Regions from separate parts of the Zea mays genome. Here regions 2 and 3 are each linked to region 1. A link is a contact called in public Hi-C data. All regions are on one chromosome and are shown on one strand. The core of a region is the stretch at or near the end of the contact, and the rest is flanking DNA. Distances in the headings are between cores, read along the strand shown.

Region 1 (4,558 bases), core at 604-3,103:
CCACCCTTACGACCTTCTTTACTCTTCTGTATGCATTTCCTACCGAGACTTTCACCTCTAGCGTTGGCTTCATAATCTGATTTGGTATTTATGTCACATTCTTTTCTTATGATTTGGTTTCCACCACTATAGTCTTTCTCTTTCCATTGACTGGAGAACGGATCCATTTGTTTGTCCACTAAAATTGGACCTTGTGGACTGACTGTACACTGTCCTGAAGCTTCCACTTGACCGCCTGTATCTCCTTGACATAATATATCCTTTGGGTCATTTGAAAATCTAGACCTGCTGGCAGGCACTGATTTTAACTGAACGCTCCTGTTTGACCCATGCTCACTGTCTGTTCTACCATAACTGGCGGTAGAAGACGGTGACATATTGTCAGCAAAATCCTTCTTCTGTGCTTGCGGCTTATAGAAATTGAAGTTGTCATCATCCTGATGTTGATACCACCCGGAACTCTTGGTGTCCCGGTGACTGGAACCTTTACTTCTGACACCTTTTGATACTGGGAAAGACGGTGGCGTGATCACCGGATGAACTTTCACTTGCTTAGGCTCCAAAGCAATGATCTCTGAACAAGAACCGCACTGGACCTGATCCTTCTTCCGGCCTGCGAACTTCCCCTGCGGCAGCTGCAGGAGATGGGAACAGGAGGTGCACACGAGAAAAGGCGCGGCGCCCCTCGTCGGCCGGCAGAACTTCTCAGCCTTTTTCCTGAAATACTCCACCCTCCTCTTGGACACGGAAAGGTGCGAGTAGAGAGACGAAGCCACAGACCTCCGGTCAAGCTCCGACGAGATTGGCTGGGATCTATCGAACCGAAAGGACCCCTGACCCGCGAAGTACCTGGCCATCGGGACGTGGTCCTTCGGCGGCGCCACCACCGGCGCCCGCTGGCTCTGGAGGCAGTGCGCGCACTGGCAGGAGCTATGGTGGCGCCTCCCGTGGCCAAAGCCGTGGCTCTCCCGCTGCCTCTCATGGTAGTACTGCTGCCGGAACGGCTGCCTGGAGTACGCCTCGTCGTCGGGTACGGAGCGCTGCGACCGGTGGTCATACGAGCTCGGCGGCAAGCTAGTCCTGTTGCGGTCGGCGTAGCGCGAGCGGTAGTGGTCGGGGGCCCGGCCTGCCGCGTGCGGCGGCTCGGCGTACGAGGGGCGCAGCGAGACCGTGCGGCGGCTCATCGCGCGGTGGCGGTCCGGCGGCGGCGGCCCCATGAGCTCGCAGGAGCGGGTGATCTGGTCCCGTACCTCGTCGAGCTTCCGGAGCAGCTCCGCGGGGTCGTGCTTGAGCGCGGCCCAGTCCAGCGCGCCGCTCCGGTCGCTGCGTTGCCCGTGCTCCGGCGGCCCGGGAACCCTGCCCCTCCTCCTGTACTTCATCTCCTTCGCCTCGCTCGCCATGAACCGGAGGTCCGTTGAAACGGAGAACCCACCGTGGCCGGAAGAGGAAATGGTACTCCTGTATAACAGGGTGGATCAGACTACTCGGAGAGGAAAAAAAATGGAGGGAGAGGAGCCGTCACGGTGGTGGCGCGCGGCGGCGGCGGTTTACCTGGACTTGATTAGCTGGCGTGGCCGGCCAGTGCAGACGTGAGGCGCGGGGAGGGGGCGACGCAGCAGCGCGTCCCGTTCGGCGCTATGGTCCCCCGCGTCCGCAGTGGCGGCGGCTCGTCGGGTCCGGCATTGGCGCAGGGTGGCGAGGGAGTGGAAGAGCGGTGGGCAGCGCAGCGGGCTTCTGTTGGGGTTGGTTGGGGACTGGGCGTCGTGACCTGGCTGGACCGCCGACGTGCGGGGCCGTGTGGACAGCTGGTCTGATCTGGAATTGACTAAAAAGGACTCTGCTTTGTAAAAATGCCAGCGCAAGTTTAATTATTGGATGTGATGTGAGAGGTGCATGTGCACTGACTCTCACTGTCTTGCAAAATTTGGCGCCGGCGCCGCACTACTCATCACTCAGTACGAAGTTGTGGTTTTAATCTCTGTAGCACATGATCTCGTCATCACTTTTTTAAATGATTCCGTCTTCTTAATTAGCATTTGCCCAAACTACTGGCAGTTCATCATAATCCGTCGACGACATATGCGTGCATGGCAGAGGAAGCATGCATGTGGCATGCTCTACTTGTTTAATTACAAGAATAAATAGGAGGTGAAGATTATTGTCAGATCGACGACTATTCCATGCATGCATGCCGGCCGGTCGATATGTCTGGTACGCTAACGTGCATCCACAGCGAGACGAACACGACATTTTAGTCGTCAACGCTGACTAATAATTAATTAACACACTGGCTAGTAACTTAAAAGAGAGTGAGTGAGAAATGCATGGATCGAGTAGTAATAATCCGTGTCCCAGAAGGGCTAGGCTAGCTACGCGCAAGCAGCATGCGATCCACGTGCGCGTGTGTGCATATACCTCGCTCGCTCGCTCACACCTACTACACTCATTGCATTTTGTTGGGGACTTACTCTCAAATGCTATGAATTAAGAACAAGACAACACAAAATGTTAAATATCAATGTCCTTCGTCCGTCGAAGCATTATCTCCACGAAGATCAAATGAGCTTCGGACGAAGGTCACAAACATAATATTACGAAGGTTTCACCTTCGTAATTAAACTTACAGAGTTAATACAAATTAAGGTAAAACATGAAACATTATAGATTAATACATCGAAAATAAATAACATCATTCACGTATATTATTATATGAATTTTAGATATTTGAACACAACTATTAGGCACATTTATATCTTTGCCTTGACAAGCAATAATTTTCGAGTGATGCGTTAGCAATTACAGGAATGCGTGAACAGTAAAGGAATATTGTTCACTATTTATAGGCACAGGACACAGCTCATGAAGAATTACAATTATGCCCCTCATAAAACTTTACAACAATGACTCAGACCATTGAAGGCTAAAAGGTCATTTTATCTTTAAGTCGGTTCGATCCTTCGTCTTCGGATATGCTGTAGTTCCGAAGCTTCGTGAACGGTATCTTCGGCATCATGTTCAAGCAGCTTCAGCTGAAGCTGTTTCTTTTTGCAGGACCTTCGGCGACGAAGCATGGTCCCAACACATCTTATATAGAAATATAAAAAATGCTACCCTTACTTTTCGACGTAGCAAATATTTCTAATTTTAATTAAATATAAAAATATTAATGTTTACGTCATATAATAAGATAAAGCTGGAAATCTATTGAAGAAATACTTATTCGGGCGGCTGCTTTATATATCTCGATAAACCTTGTTTTGCGAACCATAGATAATATGATACATGAGTGTTGTCACACCCGGATAAATCCGGACATGAATTAAATGTGTGATAGGATCAAGTATCGCACATATGATGACTCATGTTATAAAAATAAATATGGTGCATGAGTGTGAGGGTTATTGTATTCGGACTATACTATTGTAGACTATTATATTGTGTATTTGTGGTTCTCTGCACTTATAGTCTTATGGACTTCAATTTTATATATGCATGCATGTATTTGGTGAAAAGTGCATTTTTTCATGAGAAAAAAAAGCAGTTGCAGTTGAATGTATCAACTCTAAGACTGCTTTCAACGGTTCCTGCCGACCTCCCCATCCCCTACCCCTGTAGCGTTTAGGGGGTTGAAATCCCTACAACGGTGCCCACTTTGAACTCCTCTACACACTACAGTTTTAGTGGAGGCTACAGGAAGACAACAAGTATGGGGGTGCGGCAGTGAGCCCCCTGTCCTCGGTTTACGTGTGCGGCAGTGTTTTTTAGTTGAGAAAAAATGATAATAGATGGTAAATAGGTATGAAAAATGATATTTTATGATTATAGTGGGGTATAGGGGAAGGATTTAGGGGGAACCGCTGTACATGGTGGAGATATAGGGGAAGAGAGATAGCTGACGTAGCGGGATAGTGAAGTATAGGGAGAGAAATTTAGAGGAGACGATTGAAGACAGTCTAAGGACTAGTCTCAGGAGCAAGGATACTAGAGGAGCTAAAATCTTTCTGCTACCCAATTTAGTAGATGGATTTTAGCCCCTCCAATTTCTTTACTCTCAAACTAGTTCTAAAAGTAAATGTTGGGGGTCTTCGGCTTCCGAAGGTCCTCAAAAACATGATTTAACAATGTTTTCTGGAGTAAAGTACATTAACAGGTATCTTCGGACTCGGATCAGAGCCACGGTACGAAGAAGCACAAAGAACACGAAGGTTGGCGCAGAGCCGAAGCTGTGTGTAGAAGAGCTTCGGAATAGCGGCGGAAAAGGAAACCGACTTAAAGATGAAAAACCAGATTAGACCTCGAAGAATTATTATAGAGTTATTGATAAATGTAAAGGGCATTAATGTAATTTTGCGTGGGCTGCGACCCATGCCTATAAATAGGTGAACAGTATCCCCGTATTGTTCACGCTGATTTGGCATTGGCTTTTGCGTCACACTTGTGCTTTTACCTTCTCACGAGCTGAAGGTACACTTATAATTTGATATCATTTTTATCTTTCCATCATAATAAAATGGAAATGAGTTGACAATAATACACAACTGTTTATGTTATCTTTATG
Region 2 (4,558 bases), core at 1,087-3,586, 490 kb before region 1:
TCCAGTCCCACGCTCGCTCGGCATCTCCTTCTCCTTGGTTTGGTTGGTGACTCTCATCAGTTGTAGGAAGGACGACAAACAGTGCAGGCCCATCGCCTTTGGCTTGGTGTTCCTTCCTCCGGCAACGGCACGCGGTGGTCCCACTGCCCACTGCCAGTCTCTGTGAGCTGGAGCCTGGAGCTGCAAGATCTAAGTATTGGATCCTGCCTAGCTCGCGTCGCGTCCATGGATGCAGTGCTGGCTGCATCTTGATAGCCATGCCAGGCCACACAGAGCACATGTTTGGTTTGGTTACGTTAACGAGTAGCAAATGCAAAAGATTCAAGGAACAGATACAACAGCTACGGTTTGGTTGCCAGCTGCATACATACAACAAAGTCTAGTAGTAGAATGTAGACACTACATTCTAAGAATGGTGAGGTTATATCTTCACCAATTCAACCTCCTAAAAACGATATTTTGCAAATATCACCATCTAAAGTGGTGAAGTGCAGTGGCGGAAAAAGTTATTTGCAAAATATAAGGAGGAGCAACCAGAGATGTTAAATCTAAAATAAATGATGATGATTTAATGTGCACACCATATGAACCAAACTTTTATATATATATATATATATATATATATATATATATATATATATATATATATATATATATATATCGGATATGTTATTAGACTGAGTCGAGCAGCTACCGAAAAGGCATAACGGATGCGTAAAAAAAGGTGACCTCAGTATACTGTAGAACACTCCAACAAGTAGCGGCAGAGAATGCGAAAAAACGTGATTGCGGTATACAACTCACAAACCTAGGCATTCTCTCTCCTCCTCGTGTAACGGAGGTTTACGAACAGTCCAACACGGGTGGAACTAGCATCACATATCCGTGTTGACTTCCAATACGGATATGGCCTGCTTTCCACATTCACAGGTGGTAGCTACTGGACTCGGTGTTAGGCCTCCTTTGGCGAGACTCCGACTTCTCTGAAAATAGTTTCGGCTCTATCTCCTATGACTATTTGGCTTCTCTGAAGGAGTCGAAGCCGTTTTGCAATTTGTTTCGCAAAACAACTTCTCCTGTGTTTCTTTAGAATAATGTATGAGGAAAATGTAGAAGGGACCGATAGAGACCACATTTTCAATGCTCTAGCTGTCAACAAAAAAACAACTCCAGCTCTTTAAAAGGCTCTCGACGAAAAACTGTTTTTTTTACCGTTTGTTACGTGCCGTGTCAAAGAGGCCCTTATGACCTTATCCTTTTACCACTCCCCAGTCCCTTCCCTCTCACTTTTTCCTGTTTCGACTACTACCACACTACTACACTAGCAGGGTTAGAGATAGAGATGGCAATGGATACCCGCAGCCTGATACCCAATAGGTTTTTATTCCATTAGGGTATGTATATGGACTAAATATTCTATCTGTGGATCTTTTATTAGGCAAAAATCTTCCACCCAATGGGTAAACGAGTATTAGAACGTTATGCCCTCAACCATGCCTGATTGCCTGTTAATTTGTGGGTATAAAATACCCAGTATAAATTTAGCCCAAAATCGTGAAATTTGGTTTCAGTCACCCATCTTTTTTACTATTTAACAACATTTTGGGCTATAGCGTCATAAATGGCTTAACGATTATTTGATGATCATGTAACATAACATGTAATGTGCTATGTAGTACTATCCTAGTGTTGCTACTTTATCCAATTATCTTTGGTGTTGTTGAATGAATAGTTAAATGATGCTAGAATTTTTGTAATGATATTTAGATAGATATAATTGATATTTGTATAATATACCATTTTGATAGATGTTTAATCTTTGTATATATGAGTGACCCAACGAGTGATCTATAACCACCAATGTATATATAGGTGATCCTATAAAGTTATTTTTTGTTATGGTTAAAATAACTGATGATATTTACACTTTAGGCCCTGTTTGGGAACAAAGTTTTTGAAAACCACAGTTTTTGAAATACTATACTATACTTTAGTTATGACAATACCGTAGTTTATAATACCGCAGTTTTGAAAACTGAGGTCCAGAGCTAAGTTTAGAATGCCTTAAAACAACTATAGTATTTGCAATACTTCAGTTTTGAAAACAGAGATTTTACCCAGCTTGCCAAACACCATTATGTATATAATACTGCAGTATTTAAGAATACTGCAGTATTCTTCCAAAACTGCAGAAAAACTTTGTTCCCAAACACCCCCTTAGCATCTATAGTTGGTTTAGTTGGTGAGAGAAGAGAGGACAGCTGCACAGGAACAGCAAAGCAGACCCCACCACCGCACGCACATACATACGTACACGCACTCCTTCACCAGCAGTGTACTTCCCTCCCTTGTATGCCTGCCTCTGCCAGCGCGTTGTCGGCGAGGGGACTGCCCCCGCCGCCGCCGCTCGCGTCGGCTGCCGTCAGCCCGTCACCCACCCACGCGACCTCCGGTGATGGCAGAGGCCGACCTCACGCTGCACGACGCCGGCGGCGGCGCCAGGGACAAGCCGGACCGGAAAGCCGACGTCTTCGCGGATCTTGGCTCGCCGGTCTCGCCGCTGCGCCTGCGCCCGGCAGCGACGCCCTCCACCTCGTCCTCCTCGTCCGGCTCCGCCAAGTCGCCGGCGCCCGGTAATGCGGCCGCGGGGAGGGGAGGCCGGGGGAACCACTCGGGCGAGCTGGCGCAGGAGAGCACCAACCCGCCTGGCCACCGTCGCGCCGGATCTGGCCCGCTCATTTTCTCCGGTGCCAGCAGCAGCACCACCGCCAGCTCGCCGCTCACCAATGCGCTCCCCACCGGCAACATCTGCCGCGTCGCCGGGGCGGCGGCGGCGGCAGCAGCCACGCAGCCGCCGCGCGCTCGCCCGGCCGTGCTCGGATCCGGTACCGGCCACTACGGCCACGGCAGCATCATGCGCCGCGGCGGGGGAGCGACTCCCGCGAGGACCAGCGGTGACGCGGCCCCGCTGCTCCACGGCCACGGCAGCAATTCCTCGAGGTCGAGGTCCCCGGCGAGCTGCCCTGCGCCAGCGCCGCCGGCCACCAGCGGTGGCCTGCAGGAGATTACTCGCGCGGGGAACGAGTGGTACAAGAAGGGCCGCCACGCCGACGCGCTGCGCCACTACGACCGTGCCGTGGCGCTGTGCCCCGACAGCGCCGCGTGCCGCGGCAACCGCGCCGCCGCGCTCATCGGGCTCGGGCGCCTAGCAGAAGCGTTCCGCGAGTGTGAGGAGGCCGTCCGCCTCGATCCGGCCAGCGGCCGCGCGCACGGCCGCCTCGCCGGCTTATGCCTCAGGTGAGATTTTCTCCTTCGCTTGTCTTGTCTGCGGTGCCTGTAAGCCTGTTCTCCTGCTCTTCTGCACCGGAAATTGAATCGAATGGAATTGCGCCCACAGGACCTCGCATCCTTGTATCCGCCTTGCTTGCGTGCAAATCCAATATGCTGCTCCTTTTCATTCAGTTCCTTGCGCCATGTTTACCAGATTACGTTGCTGATCATTACCGTTTGTTTTCTTGTCTTGGAAGTAAAAGCTCTGTTCCTGTGATTACATGAGGAACATGCATGAGAAAGTTTGCGTCTTTATAGTTAGTAGTATGTTGCAGTGGGTTAATGTGGACTTAACATCACACAATGCAGCTGATAGGGACTGCTTTCCTGCATGATCGATTGTGCTTTGACCACGACGGGGGATAATTGTGTACTCGATGAACAGCGGTCCTGGCGGTGTTGATGTTTACGACTGCACAATCGAAAATGGAAGTTTTTCTCGGTTGCACATTGACTGACGGACTGACCATATTGCAGGCTTGGGATGGTTGAGAAGGCAAAGACGCACTTCACACTGGCTGGAAGTGCAAACCAGTCTGATCCGGCTGAGTGGCAGAAGCTGCATGAGGTAGAGATCCATCAAGGCAGATGCATGGATGCAAGGAAAATTGGAGACTGGAAGAGTGCACTCAGGGAAGCCGACGCAGCCATCGCTGTTGGAGCGGACTCCTCTCGATTGGTAACCCTTCATTACAGTTTTTTCGTTTGAGAAGATGATGCATTTTCCTGGTGACCTGAGTCATTCAAATTGGAACCGGACTTCGCGCTGCAGCTTCTTGCCTTGAGGTCAGAAGCGTTGCTTTGGTTGCACAAATTAGAGGAAGCTGATTTGACTATTACAAGCTTGTTGAAACTGGATGACGCGTCGTTGCCTTCGACGCCAACCAGAGTCTCAGGCATGTCAGCTGACTCTTATGTCCATATCGTCCAAGCCAAGGTCAACGTGACATTTGGAAGGTACGAATACCGAGCCTTGGGAATCGTGCTTTGTCGCCTTCTTTCCTTGGTTCTAGTGACACAATGATTGAGACCTGTTTCTGCAGGTTCGATTCAGCTGTCGCACTGGCTGAGAAGGCTAAGCTTATTGATGGCGTGAGCTCAGAGGTTGAAGTGATCCTAAACAACGTGAGATTAGTCGCATTGGCTCGAGCCCGGGGGAATGACCTTTTTAAGGCAGGCAAGTTTGCTGAGGCGTCGCTAGCCTATGGTGAAGGGCTGAAATATGAGC
Region 3 (4,558 bases), core at 528-3,027, 280 kb before region 1:
GATCTCCTTGCAAACACCTCCGCTGCACTGTATGTTTCTGTTATATACAGATCATTGTCCTTGCACGGCCGTCAGCCAAGGACGAATGGCCAGTGAAAATGTGGTGGTGCTCACTGCCCAAAAGCCTCTCTCAAGGCAGAGGGCTTTGCAGTGTGGCCAAGGTCTGCAGCTGGAGAGGATGCTGAGTTGCAGGCTACAGCGTTGGAGTAATAGTGGGCACATGGTTCACTAACCTACTGATTTCATGAGTAGGGATCGATGGGCACCCACAGACATGAATGGAACGTGGGCATCAGTTCACGGTGCACCTATGCGTTCTCAGTAGCTAACTGTAGAGCGCCTTTGCCACCGGTTTGTCAGGTCAGCAGTTTCTAAATAGAAAAATACTCCCCTCCATTCATAAATATATGACACTGTTGACTTTAAAAAAAATTTAATCAATAGTTTTATTAAAAAATAATAATTTATAATTTATTTATTTATTATATGTTTTATCATGTAGTTTGCGTTTGACTTAATATTTTATATATTTAAATAAGTATTTTAAATAATACGAGTAGTCAAAGTTTAAAAAAATAAATAAATTGTGTCATGTATTTATGAGCCGAGGTAGTATACGTCTAGACATAATATTATATACCTTGACATAATATACGTCTAGATGCATAATAAACTCTATGTAAATTAAAAAGCTAAAACAATTTAGAGCCTCTTTATATCTTCACGGTTTGATAGAAATAGAAGCTTGGGTGGGAAAAAACGTCCAATAGCTACAGATAGAGTCTGCGGATGACTACAGATAGCATCTCCAAGTGTGTTATTTTTTTAAATTTTACTCTCTAAATTATTATTTAGAGTCATTTATATAAAAATCATTTTCTATATCTTTTCAATTTTTAACAGCCTTTCTATATCTTAGAAAGATTCACGTTTTCTATATTTAGCTAGCGAGAAACACGAAATAGATAACCATTTAGATAAGTTGTTTGAGTGTATTTTTTTTACAAAAGTCTATTTATATAGATTACGAAAAATATAAAGAGGCTCTTAGAGTTGCTCTTCTAGCAAGTTCAATAGTTATGTAAATTTTAGCTCTCTAATCATAGATTTAAGAAGTTGCTAAATAACTTTAGGAGTAAATAATGTGAATTCTTCTATAATTCTTTAAATATATGTTGTAGTTTTGTTTTGTATCTATCCAAATAAAAAAAGAATAAGTCACAAATTTCAACAATTAACTTCATTACCTACATAATGCAGTCAACATTTTTGTTTAGGAAGTTGTTAAATGTAGAGAGTAAATGTGTTTAGATAAGAAGTTGTTAAAGTTAAAAAATTTATTGAGAGAACTGCTGGAGAAAAGTTTTTATGTTAACTAACTAAATTATTAATTTAGAAAATCTCTATAGATTATATCTGCAACAGTATGAACATCTGACTTTAATTCAAGCGAAAATATATAGAGAACGTTTTTTAGCAAGTAATAAGTAGTGCTTTGAATGATGATTTTTGTTGGCCTTGATACCATTTTTTTCTTCCTCAAATGCTGATCCGTTTGTTAGCAACGAGCCAAGGACGCACAAACGGCATGCTTGCCAGATGTAACTGCCCACGTCCGCGTGTGCCTTCAAACATGCTCGTCTGGCAACACAAAGTGCCAAGCTTGTTGCATGTCGTCAGGGCGCAGACCTCACGGCACGGTGCCACGTACGCGAGAGCACCTGCACCACCTGGCCGCCTCCCTCCAACTCCAAGCCGCGCCGCATTAACACACTTACACACCGATCGCGAAACTGCTTCCTAGCTTCGTTCCGGTTCCGGAGCGCCAGAGAGAGAAAGAAAGGGAAAAGAAGCGCCTTTGCCCACCGCGCGATCGATCGATCCGGGGTCCGGCGGCCTGCCATGGTGAAGCTGGCGACGGCCAGGGAGGCGCGGCTGTACGGGCCGGCGCTGGCGGCGAGGCGGTGGGAGTACATCAACGCGGGGACATACGTGTTCGCGGCGCTGCTCCTGGTCCTGGCGGCGGCGCTGTCCATGTCCGTGTCCGCGGCCAGGCTGGGGCTCGCCGTAGGCGCCGTGGCGCTGGCGGCCGTGGCGGCCGTCAACGCACACGACCTCGCCGCGCACCTGGCTGGCGTCGACTGCCGCGTGGGACTGGCGAGGTACGATGCCCAGCTCGGGCTCGTGGAGTTCCTCGTGCCGGCCGTGCACGCAGCCGGGTGCGCGCTCGCCGCCGCCGGCCTGGCGCTGCTGGCCTCCCCCCACTCCCACTCCCAGTCCCAGCAGCGGCACGCGGCGACCATGCTGCTCGTCGCGGCGCTGCTGTGGGTGCTGGGCTCCGTGCTCAACTCCTGCCAGGTGTACGAGCGCGCCGACGGCCGCGCGCAGCTGCTGCAGTCGGGCGTGCAGGTGCCTCAGCTGCTGGGGAGCCTTCTGTTCCTGGTCGCCGCGGCGCTGAACCGCCCCCGCAGCGGCGGCGAGCCGGCGTGGCTGTGCCTGGTCGGGAGCGTGCTGTGGCTGGCGGCAGCGCTGCTCAACGTGCTGAAGGTGTTCGCCATGCACCAGAGCGACGCGCTGCGGCTGGAGAAGCTCCGCGGCGGCGCGCAGGAGTGGCTCAGCCGCGACCGCGAGGGCCGCGTGCCGCTCAACTGGGAGGAGGCCGCCAGGAGACGGGCGCTGCCCACCGAGCTCCGGTGATCATCGCCCGCGCCAGGCGCCACCCATCATTTCCCGTGCCGTAAAATGAGGGGAAAAGGGTAGATAAATAAATTGTTTCAGCGCCACCCTTTTGGGCCGTTGCTTGGGCTCAATGGAGGCCCGAAGCCCCGGATTGTAGGGCCCATTAGCTGCTGGAGCTTATCGCATTCCATTTCCTATGTCCGAGTCCCTTGCGGCTCCTTTGGAAGGAAAAGGAATGAGAGAATTAAGAGATGGATTGAAGAGGGTTGGAAGGATTAAATTTCTTTATATTCAAATTTGACTAGAATGGGTTTAATCTACCCTAATCTTTCTTAATCTATCTCTAACTGAACAAATTTAGGGTTAGAATCCCTTACTATTTAAAATTGAATATTAAAATTAAATAGTAAGAGATTCTAGCCCCCTCAATCCGTAGGTCGGATTGAGGTCGTTTCTCAGTATAGGTTTCTCAGTATAGCTTAGCAGAAGTGTCACATCCTGATTTAAGGGCTAAACCCGTGCTGGGCTAAACCCGAGCACGAATCAAATGTGTGCTAAGATCAAGTTTTACATATATGGACTCATGATACAGAAACGAATGTCACATCTTTACTATATAATAAGAGTTATGTACAAAATAGCTATATAATTACATTATACGAAGACGACGATCCAACAGCCATAGTTGACTGGGAGACAACGATCTAGACCTCTCATGAACGAATCGCGACATCCTTAATGCTCCTTATCCTGTGGTACCTGTTCCTGACCTAGGGGATGTGAGTACAGCAAGTGTGAGCAGTGAGCTCACATACGTTCATCGCTCAACAAGTTGTGGAAATAATATGCATGATCTCACAGTGGGGCTCATGTGAAGTGTAAGGCTTATCAAAGGAAATGGTTAAAGCTGAGCATTGCTTTTAAAGTTGGTCAAAATTTTATTAGCAATTACTAAGTATAAGGAGATACCAACCCAAATAAATAAGAGATCACATGTAAATAAATTAATAATAACACCCATGATGCAATGCATATGATAAATTAAGTTTAATTCCATAATTTAATCATGTGAATGTTCGAGCCGTTCATGACCGTGAGCATGACTGATATACCAGTTTTACACTGCAGAGGTTACACATCTTTACCCACAAGTCGTGTTACCTATTTGCCACGGGATCATGAATCTCATACATCTCTACCGAGGAGACGAAGCAGGGTAGCACTACGAGGCCTTTACAAAGTTCCACTAGCTTCAGAAAACGCGCTACGGTTCTGAGAAGGGCGATATAGGAATCCCTCGTCCGAAAAGCCATCGTAGCATGATAGACCCGAGAACCTCCCTATACCGCAACTCCTCTACCGCCCTTGCCCCTTTCGGGTAAGGTAGTTGTCGGAGAGAGAATTCTCCGGCCGGGTGGCGGAGTGCACCCACCCTAAATCCTAAGATGAGGAAGGGGCTTAAGCGTTTTGCCTGTACTGCTAAGTGAACATCAAGCACATGGACACGCGAGGATTTAGAGTGGTTCGGGCCGCTGGAGCGTAACGCCCTACTCCACTGTGTGTTGGATTGCTGTTGAAGCTTGAGAATTGAGAGTCTCTGTCTAAGTTTGGTCTAAGGGAGCTTGAGCCGTCCCCTTGTAACGTTGCATGCCTCCCCTTTTATAGCTAAGGGCGGCATGTACAAGAGTGCTGAGCCCCGACATGTGGGCCCAGGAACATAACAGAGGTAGTACTTGAGCTACTAATGTTTGTTGCTGGAGCAATCTTCTTGTGCCCTGACATCCGAGATTTGCGTAGTATCGGCGTGCAGGGGAAGCTTCTCGTACAAGGGATGATGAGCACAGTGCGCTGCGCAGCACGGGCGTACTGTTCGACAACG

Evidence for each region. Hi-C and Micro-C count contacts between places; a contact is called where the count stands out from the background.
Region 2: a contact with region 1 is called in a Hi-C map of ear, with 2.1 times the contacts expected there. The contact joins the promoter of LOC100193843 here to the promoter of LOC103635410 in region 1. A contact is called at or near these places in 3 of 25 Hi-C or Micro-C datasets (ear, leaf and tassel).
Region 3: a Hi-C map of ear shows a contact between it and region 1, with 6 times the contacts expected there. The contact joins the promoter of LOC100191327 here to the promoter of LOC103635410 in region 1. A contact is called at or near these places in 10 of 25 Hi-C or Micro-C datasets (bundle sheath, ear, endosperm and 2 more) and 1 of 3 datasets of contacts at active chromatin or transcription factors (leaf).

What each region holds. Positions count from the first base shown.
Region 1 is chr8:77,583,266-77,587,823 of Zm-B73-REFERENCE-NAM-5.0, reverse strand. LOC103635410 reads right to left here and starts at 1,853. Exons shown (of 5, transcript XM_020542416.3): 1 at 1,552-1,853; 2 at 1-1,458. The coding sequence starts at 1,400.
Region 2 is chr8:78,073,719-78,078,276 of Zm-B73-REFERENCE-NAM-5.0, reverse strand. LOC100193843 reads left to right here and starts at 2,336. Exons shown (of 6, transcript NM_001346775.1): 1 at 2,336-3,297; 2 at 3,808-4,009; 3 at 4,103-4,287; 4 at 4,374-4,558. The coding sequence starts at 2,456. LOC103635414 (a long non-coding RNA gene) reads right to left here and starts at 506. Exons shown (of 2, transcript XR_557366.4): 1 at 1-506.
Region 3 is chr8:77,861,547-77,866,104 of Zm-B73-REFERENCE-NAM-5.0, reverse strand. LOC100191327 reads left to right here and starts at 1,777. Exons shown (of 1, transcript NM_001136761.1): 1 at 1,777-2,967. The coding sequence starts at 1,903. The coding sequence ends at 2,697. It also overlaps a transcript of LOC100279239 not described here.